Linked DNA regions of Cyprinus carpio: region 2 is linked to region 1. A link is a contact called in public Hi-C data. All regions are on one chromosome and are shown on one strand. Each heading gives the region's core, a stretch centred on a gene start, on an enhancer-like site or on the middle of the called end of the contact. The rest is flanking DNA. Distances are from core to core; before and after follow the strand shown.

Evidence for each region. A called contact is a pair of places that touch in the nucleus more often than the background predicts.
Region 2: a Hi-C map of skeletal muscle shows a contact between it and region 1, with 3 times the contacts expected there. The contact joins the promoter of snrka here to the enhancer-like site in region 1. A contact is called at or near these places in 2 of 8 Hi-C or Micro-C datasets (both in skeletal muscle).

The regions. Positions count from the first base shown.
Region 1 is chrB16:7,034,382-7,038,851 of ASM1834038v1, forward strand. The region is part of intron 14 of ano10a (anoctamin-10); the gene reads left to right. Among protein-coding and RNA genes, the nearest start is that of ano10a, 30 kb to the left of the region's middle. Within about 2 kb of position 2,725, at least 1 of the 8 cell types and tissues checked has an H3K27ac peak or open chromatin away from gene starts, as enhancers often do. A contact at or near this core is called in skeletal muscle, where this site is marked.
Region 2 is chrB16:7,083,616-7,088,085 of ASM1834038v1, forward strand. snrka (SNF-related serine/threonine-protein kinase) reads right to left here and starts at 2,034. Exons shown (of 6, transcript XM_042740491.1): 1 at 1,811-2,034.

The DNA.
Region 1 (4,470 bases), core at 1,475-3,974:
ACAGTTGGATTGTGAATGACAATGAGCTGGCGTGTGCTGTTGGCATCCAGCGTTTCCTTAATGTGGCCTTGTGTTTTCTCCCCTCACTAACAGCAGATAAGATGTGTGCGATATGGCCCCCCTTTGCCTCGTAATGCTGTGGATTATAATATTTTCCAGTTAATTTAGATACATGATGAGCACTACTTTAATGGTTTTGGATTTTTATGTGTTGGTTTTAGCAAATCGTAGCACTAGTGTGCAATGGTGTAGGAATGAAAAGTAGTGGGGGGCAGATTATAAAATCAACTGGCTTATGAATATCAATTGGTTCTACTGCTAAAAAGCAGACGTTGATAAATATGTGCAACACAAAGGGGTTTATAATACCTGGGGAGAGCTATTCGTTTGCACTGTCATTTATCTCAATGGCAGTTGCTCGCCTGGTGCAGGACCCCTCCGAAAGTTTGTGAATTGAATTCTGCCATTTCGCTCATGTGCATTCAGTTTTTTTTAAGGCAGTCACCTGAGCTGTAAACGCGATGTGACTAGTTAATCTTTAGCCAATGAAAAAGGAGATCCTGACATCTAACCTTTAAAGAGACAATTCATCGTTTACTCATCATCAAGTAGTTCCAAGATTGTACGAGTTTCTTTTTTCTGTTGATCACAAAAGAAGATATTTTGAAGAATGTTAACAACCAAACAGTTGCTGGTAGTCATTGACTTACATAATGTGGAAAAAATATACTATGGAAGTCAATGGCTATCAGCAATTTTGGTTACCAACATTCTTCAGAATGAATATATATATATATATATATATGTATATGTGTGTATATATATATATATATACATATATATATATATATATATATATATATTATAACATATATATATATATATATACATACATATATACATATACATATATATATATATACATACATATATACATATACACATACACATATACATATACATATACATACACATATATATATATATACATATACATATACATATACACATACATATACATATACATATACATATACACACTCTCGCGCATATACATATATATATATATATATATATATATATATATATATATTGTGTTCAACAGAAGAAAGAAACATACAGTTTTGGAACTACTTAAGGGTCATTAAATGGTGACACTTTTCATTTTTGGGTGAGCTATCACTTTAATAGCTATTATAGCTACTATCATTCTGTGACGAAGGGTCAAAAAAAAGAAGACAAAAGATGACAAAACAAAAAGCTTTTACGACATTTAGTTTATATTTATTATCTATTATAGCGTGTTTGTTTCTCAAAAGACCAAAAGTTATTGATGACTCGGCCTGTTTCAGAGATGCTTGCAATACCAAGCTAGCTTTGGAAACATAAGATCACACTCTCCCTGCAAATCATTCTCCAAAGCCACGCAAAACATATGAACGCACACAGGCAGACAAGAGGCTAATTAGCGTCACAATGAGTGAAGGTGTTAGTGGAGGGTTGAATGCAACGCTTTCAGAACAGAGTACAAAGCGCATAATATAACAATAAGAACGGCTTCCAATCTTGCCCGGTCTGCAATATCGTAATGGAACGCGCTGATTGGATGAACATTTAATGGTCTTACACCTTTCACAGATGATATAAATGCATTTAAATACATTTAGACCACTTAGTGATTGCTATTGAGATGTGAAGAGACTTTCAACCAGCATAACAATTTTTTAAAAACCAAATCACTTATCCTGCATTTAACCCTTGACCCTATAGAGAATGAGCAGTTAAATCCTGATTGGCTTGATTGTTCATTCATTAATACACCCAGAGATTTATTCAAGGAGGAAGCCATGAAAGCATCTTCAGTTTTATGAAGACTGTGTAGTCTAGGATCATCTGTGTAGCTGTGGGAGTGTAGGTAATGAAAAGAGAAGACCATTCTCACAGCGAAATCAAGACAGCACATTTAATGGAATGATGAAGCACTTGGCGCTTCATCTGCGATGAAGGCGGGACTCCATAGAAGTTGCATCCGTCTAACATTTTTTTTTTAATTTGGCAGAGAGACACGGGTTGTAAAACACATTGATTATGTTTCAGGATGACTGAAGATGTGATATTTCTGGGCTTCTACCCCTCTAATTCTCTCTCACAAACTTCACCTGACACCAGCTCATCCCTCTGCCAGTGCTGGCGGTGCGTCTTCACCAGAGTCTCTCCATCAGAATGATGGACGGTAGCTAATATCTTCAGCGGCCTCGTCCGGATCGGAAGAGTTCAAAAGTGCCGACTGCAGTTAAACGGCACATTTGGTTGGTGATATAAGACTGCAGGACCTCTGGGAGGTGCTTGGGCCTGTGGTTTGAGAGTGCTAGTGATGAGCTAACAGCACATGATGCCATTTAGCTGTGTTTCCATGTGTTCAGCAGCTTGAGAAGGTGAAGACAGCTGTCAGGAGAAAAGCTCCCACTGCTCTAGGGCAAAGGGACGCTGAAAATAGCCGGCACTTTCAGCAGCAGTGGAAACCCCCTTTTAGTGGCCAGTGTTTGGAAAGGATCCGGGGTGAACTTCAGGAAAAGGCCAAGCTGCCAACACTATCATGGAACCATTATGGCAACTGGCGATTTTAGCCTTTCCGTTTTGCTGAATGAGACCTTTTTAACCCGTAACAGCTGTATGAGTGGCTGATGGGAATATAAAACAAAGAAAGAGGCCAGCAGTGAGGATCAGACGTGATCTTACTTGAAGATGACGGGAAATGGTTGGGAACCATCTGTGTGGTAATTCACATTTGTATAGTTTCTCACTTTAACGTCAATACCTAGAAGTGGGGGCTGGGGTGTAGATGGGTCAGACAAGGTGGGAATCCAGAGATACGGTTGTCTTGAAAAGATGTTGGTGTCTACAGTTCACATCCAAGGGTGATCCATAAGTAGAAAGTGTTGATAAGAGCTGTTTCTCCCTTTAAAAGGCAGCTTGTATTTTGAATGCATGCTGTGTCGTGGGTTTTAATTAATGGTTTGCTTATTCCAACAGATGTCAATTTGTTGAATGATGGAGTCCACTTATCTTAGAACTCGGGCTGTCAGTTTATCACACTAATTGAATGAGAGTAATTATAAAAATAAATGTGATAAAAATGAACACAATTAATCATACCTCCTGACCCTTATGTAAATACCGTATTAAGGATTTTTCCTACCTTCGGAGCAATTCAAGCTTGAATTACCACCTATTGCGAGTCTGCGTTCTGCACAAACCAGCTGATACTGCAGGCAACGTGTCACACCATACTGCACCACACTTATCACGTTAACTAGAAGGTCAGGGGTGTCTAATCCTGGTCCTGAAGGGCCGACATCCAACAGAGTTTAGTTTGTCCCCACATATCTGCCTGGGAGATTCTATTAGTCTTATAGACCTTGATTACTTTTGTTCAGTTGTGTTTAATGGAGGTTGAAGCTAAACTCTGCAGGACAGTGGCCCACCAGGAGCAGGATTGGACACTTGTAGAATTTGATCAGATTTAAATTTTGTGGTGGACACCTTGGGACATCATAGATAAGATGAAACGTTTTTTTTTTTTTTTTTTTTTTTTTTTTAAACGAAGAGTTATGATCGAGTTTCCATTATAAGTGGAAAAACTGTGCCACACAGGACCGGACCATTAAAAATGTTTGTTTTGGTTGCTTACATTAGACTTAAAACACTTTTTAGGGTTTTATCTTGTACTATATGGTAGTGCCCTGGGCCCCTCTGTACACTTAATGGAGCCAAAAAGCTATAGTTGTCAGATCACATTTTGCACACTAATGGCTCAGTCTCTGACTAGTCTGAGGCTCCGGGGTACAAGCCTCTTTGACCCAGTCCAAAATCCAGTTCTAGTGCCAAAGAATGTTGGTTGCGTGATGGACCTCGTCAGATTCAGTCTGCTTTCGCATCATTGCCTGACCACCGTCACAGGAAGTGGAACAAGCCAGCCGTCTGAGGCGATCTGTCAACTTGCTAAGGTCCATGAGAATGTGACATGTCCCATGTTAACCTTTAATGGTGTTAGGCAAAATGAAGTCAAAACTTTTCATACAGCCAACATTGCAGTGCTGCGAACTGATTTTGGATCAAAATCACCCTTAATGATTTTTTTTCATAAATGATTAGGATGTATAGACAATATCTTATCAGTGTGATGGGACTGTACACAGCTGTTCAACCTCTAATGATTTATTGACCCTGAGTTTGCACTTGAATTAGAGTACAGTTGTTAACATGAGTGATAGTATGTTGGAATTGCAGACGCTTCAAATCTTTTAACCCACCTCCTTCTAACATAATCAATACTGACAGGTCCCGTTAATTACCCCAGTTTGCCCATCAGGACCTTCCTTGTAATCCAGAATATTTGCTCCATGTAGGTGCACGTCAACCACCTTTGTTTGAACACCTCAGTTCTCACTTTTGTTAATGCTAATTCAG
Region 2 (4,470 bases), core at 784-3,283, 49 kb after region 1:
CTGGTAAAAAAAAAAAAAATGTATAGTCTGAATGCACTGTAAGTCACTTTGGATAAAAGTGTCTGCTAAATGCATAAATGTAAATGTAAATGTAAAATGAGAGTCAGGCAACCACTGCATTTTAATCATGATCCAAACAAAGATGCTGCATACATGCAACATGAGCAGTTTTTAATCTAAATTAGATTGTATTATTTCGAAATTTGAAGCAAAAACAAAATGATTTGACTTCAGTTTTGTGAAACTATACATACAAATATCTGCATGAAACAAAAACAGCAGACGAGCTGAACGAGACGCAGATTCACTCTCTGCCAGCAGGTGGCGCTTAAAGTGTTTCCTTGGTTTCCGCTGTAAACAAAGCAGCGCTGCACTTATGAACTTTAATATGAATTATACAGAGGCAATATGAAAAGAAAAAATACCATCTAAACTTTTCTAAAGGCAGTAAGTTCCCCTCAGACATACATTCCTAAAAACTCCTACCCCTAACTGAATTGATTATTGAGAGACATAGAAATAAGTAAAGCTTTCTTTAATCACATTTAATATGTTTTCCTAAAAATTAAACCTAACAATATAAAAGTCCTTACATTTACTTTATTAATAAAGACCTGAAGATAGAAATTTTTAGAATTACACTAAAGGCCTTTTACTTTCTAAAAATGTATGAACTATCACTGAGAGGGAAGAAGGCATGCGAAAGATAGTGTACAACAGGTTTTTCAGCAAAGCTTTGATCGTGTTGATAGATTAGAGGCCTTGTATGTGTTAAACATGGTATAGTTGGATTTGCAAGGCTAAAGTACTCAAACTGTTCTGTTTTACATCACTAGACCAAAGGGAAGGTTACGTCTTGCATATTAACATCACATTCCAACCACAAATTACAAGACAGTAGCCAGCAGTTATAGGCCTAGTTTTACCTTTCAGGTTGTGTAACATGATTACAGTACACTAAGCTGAAGGAACGTGTTCCACACCTTACATATACCAGTGCGACATGAGATATATCGATCAGGCTACAACACTAGGCTTCAGGGAACTGAATCTGATCTTCTGAACTCTCTGCAATTGAGTATGAAAGACCTGATGAAGAATTAAACCTCTAAGTGAAGACATTAAGGCTCCCAAGAAACCATCAAGCCTTTTGAAATCCAGCAAATGAAAGTCTTTTAATGTTCATAATGCTATTGGACAAAAGGAATCCTGCAAACACAGACAAGCAGCAATGGCTCAGTAATGTGATCACAGCCTTCAATACTGAGAGCATCAAACCACAGCTACCAAGATGCTCAATCTCTTCAGAAGCAAGCATGCAAAACCACATCCAGCTTCTCGTTGTGATGCAATTAACCAAGCTTATTCTGTAAACCAGAGTAGCTCAAGTCCACCATCATGAAATATTCTCCTAGCATCAATGCTAACAAAACCACATGTGGAAAGAGAGAAAAGCATCCATGTCTGGTGACGACCATGGACACATCATGTGAAAGCAGACCTGATATGCCCATGCACGTCAGGCCTGATCTAGCCCATAAGCTCCTTATGAGCTCCATATATCCATAGAGAGGAAGAGGATATAAATAATAGCTATCTGTCTATACGTTCCTAACATGCCATGATGAGCAGATCCACTTGAACAAGACCAGTCCAGCATCGTGTGCCCCGACAGAGCATGCACACAGCTGTCAGATCACATCAAGTTTAACGGATGTTGTTTAACGCACGTTTATTGTGTCTTAACCATATGCTAACTGGCTAACCATGTTAGCATTCTTACGCACTATCACACAAAGCTTGGACTTACCGCTCGTTCCGGAGAACATTAAGAGCACTTAAAACTCAGAAACGTTCCGGCGGCTGTAGATCCGAAGACGGCAGAGGTACGGCCCGGCTGAGTGTGAGTCCAGCCCTGTGTGTGTGTGTGTGTATGTGTGTGTGAGGTATACTGATCAGTGTGTGTAAAAGCTGCTGGGGGAAGAGCGACTCTCAGCGCTTCTCGCTCTCCGCCCTGAAACCAGTGATCTGCACGCAAACATTAGTTGAGTCACATTGTGACGGTCTGCACTGAACAATACCACCAGCAGGGGTCGCTATGTGGACGTGACTTTTCAAGAGGAAAAGAGGAGAGTCTCTCTACGGCTCTGGTGTAGACTGACTACGCGTTTTGTTTTGTTTTTTTGTTGTGAATGCGAATTATGGAGCCTCTAGTCCCCCCAGGTGATAGTAAAAAAAAATAGCTGAGTTCTCAAAAAGTGCGAAGAGATAACCATAGTGACGTGGAATTTCAACAGATTGGCCTTGCATAATAACCTGTAAGAATTCTCTAGTTGTAACCATTGTTTAGATAGTTCTTAGAATTATCAAAATATGTTTTTTCAGGTTGTTTTGTTAATATATTATTCTTTAATAAATGTATGAATTGTTTAGCCTACTATATGTGACCCAGGACCATAAAACCAGTCAAAAGTTTCTTTCTTTCTTTTCTTTTCTTTTTTTCTTTTTTTTTTTGAGGTTTATACATCATCTGAAAGCTGATAAGCTTTCTGTTGATGTATGGTTTGTTAGGATAGGACAATATTTGGCTGAGATACAACTATTTGAAAATCTGGAATCTTGAGGGTGCAAAAAATTAAATAATAATAATTCTAAATATTGAGAAAACCGCCTTTAAATTTGTCCAAATGAAATCCTTAGCAATGCATATTACTAATCAAAACTTAAGTTTTGATATATTTACGGTTGTGATACACATAATCATCAAGCCCCTAATCAAATAAATAAGTAACACAAATAAAATAAATCTTTTCATATAAACAAAATAAGGCTTTGTCTGTGCTCTTTCCATTTAAAATTAGAGGCAACAACTGCATTTTAATCATGATCCAAACAAAGATGCTGCATACATGCAACATGAGCCGTTTTTAATCTAAATTAGATTGTATTATTTCGAAATTTGAAGCAAAAACAGAATGATTTGACTTCAGTTTTCTGAAACTATACATAAAAATATCTGCATGAAACAGAAACAGCAGACGAGCTGAACGAGACGCAGATTCACTCTCTGCCAGCAGGTGGCGCTTAAAGCGTTTCCTTGGTTTCCACTGTAAACAAAGCATCGCTGCAGTTATGAACTTTAATATGCATTATACAGAGGCAAGATGAAAAGAAAAAAATACCATCTAAACTTTTCTAAAGACAGTAAGTTCCCGTCAGACATACATTCATATAAACTCCTACCCCTAAATGAATCGATATTTTTATAACATCAAAACATATTCACATCCACACATATTAAAAAAAAATCAAAACATATTCACATAAAATCTACAACACCAATAACCCATAATAGTATAATATTGTTAGAATATCTGGTAAGCTTTCTGTTGATGTATGATTTGTAAGGATAGGACAATATTTGGCTGAGATACAACTATTTGAAAATCTGGAATCCGAGGGTGCAAAAAAAAAATAAAAAAATCTAAATATTGAGAAAATCGCCTTTAAATTTGTCCAAATTAAGTCCTTAGAAATGCATATTACTAATCAAAATTTAAGTTTTGATATATTTACGGATTTGATATATTTACGGTGGGAAATGTACAAAATATATTTATGGAACATGATCTTTAATTAATAGCCTATCATAATGACTTTTGGTATAAAGGGAAAATTTATCATTTTGACCCATGCGATGTAGGCTAGTGTTGGCTATTGATACAAATATACCCATGCTACTTATGACTGGTTTTGTGGTTCAGGGTCACATAAGGTGTTTTGCAAACAGTCCTTAAATCAGACCAATCATAATCCAAAAAAAGGCACCAGGAAACAAACAAACAAAGACACACACACACACACACACACAAATCACTGTACTGAGTATACATTTCAATCATATTGTCAAACATGTAACATAGCCTATAATGTTGCTCCAATAGGCCGGTCACTTTCTTCATCAGCATCAGTTTCCTTTCGCTTGAAAATAGCTAAAATATCTTACATCAGCACGTGTTTGAAGGATTATTAAAACACATTATTCATTGTAAAATGAATTCAATTTCATTAAAAAAGGCTTTGATATCACGTGACACGTATTTGCCCAATCAGTGGTAACCCTAATGGTGAGGAAATAGAAATAGTCATTTCTTTTAAACTTCTTGTTTAAGTTAAGGTTTAAGTTAAAGTTCATTTCTAATATTAAAACAACCGCATTCTTGTACGTCACTGGACAGTTTTATATCGTGGAGGACTTTGTATCTTCTGGTTGTTGTTTTTTTTTAAGCGAACCTATTTTGTGTGGGCCAGAAAGTTATTTTTATATTGCTCGTAACTGCACATGGAGGAGTATGAAACCGTGCGCAAATTGCGTCCGAAATGCATCCAGGGTTAAATGATTCATCTGACCTTTTGAGATTTTTATAGTAGCCTACACTGTTATATTTATATCTCCATATATGCACTGCG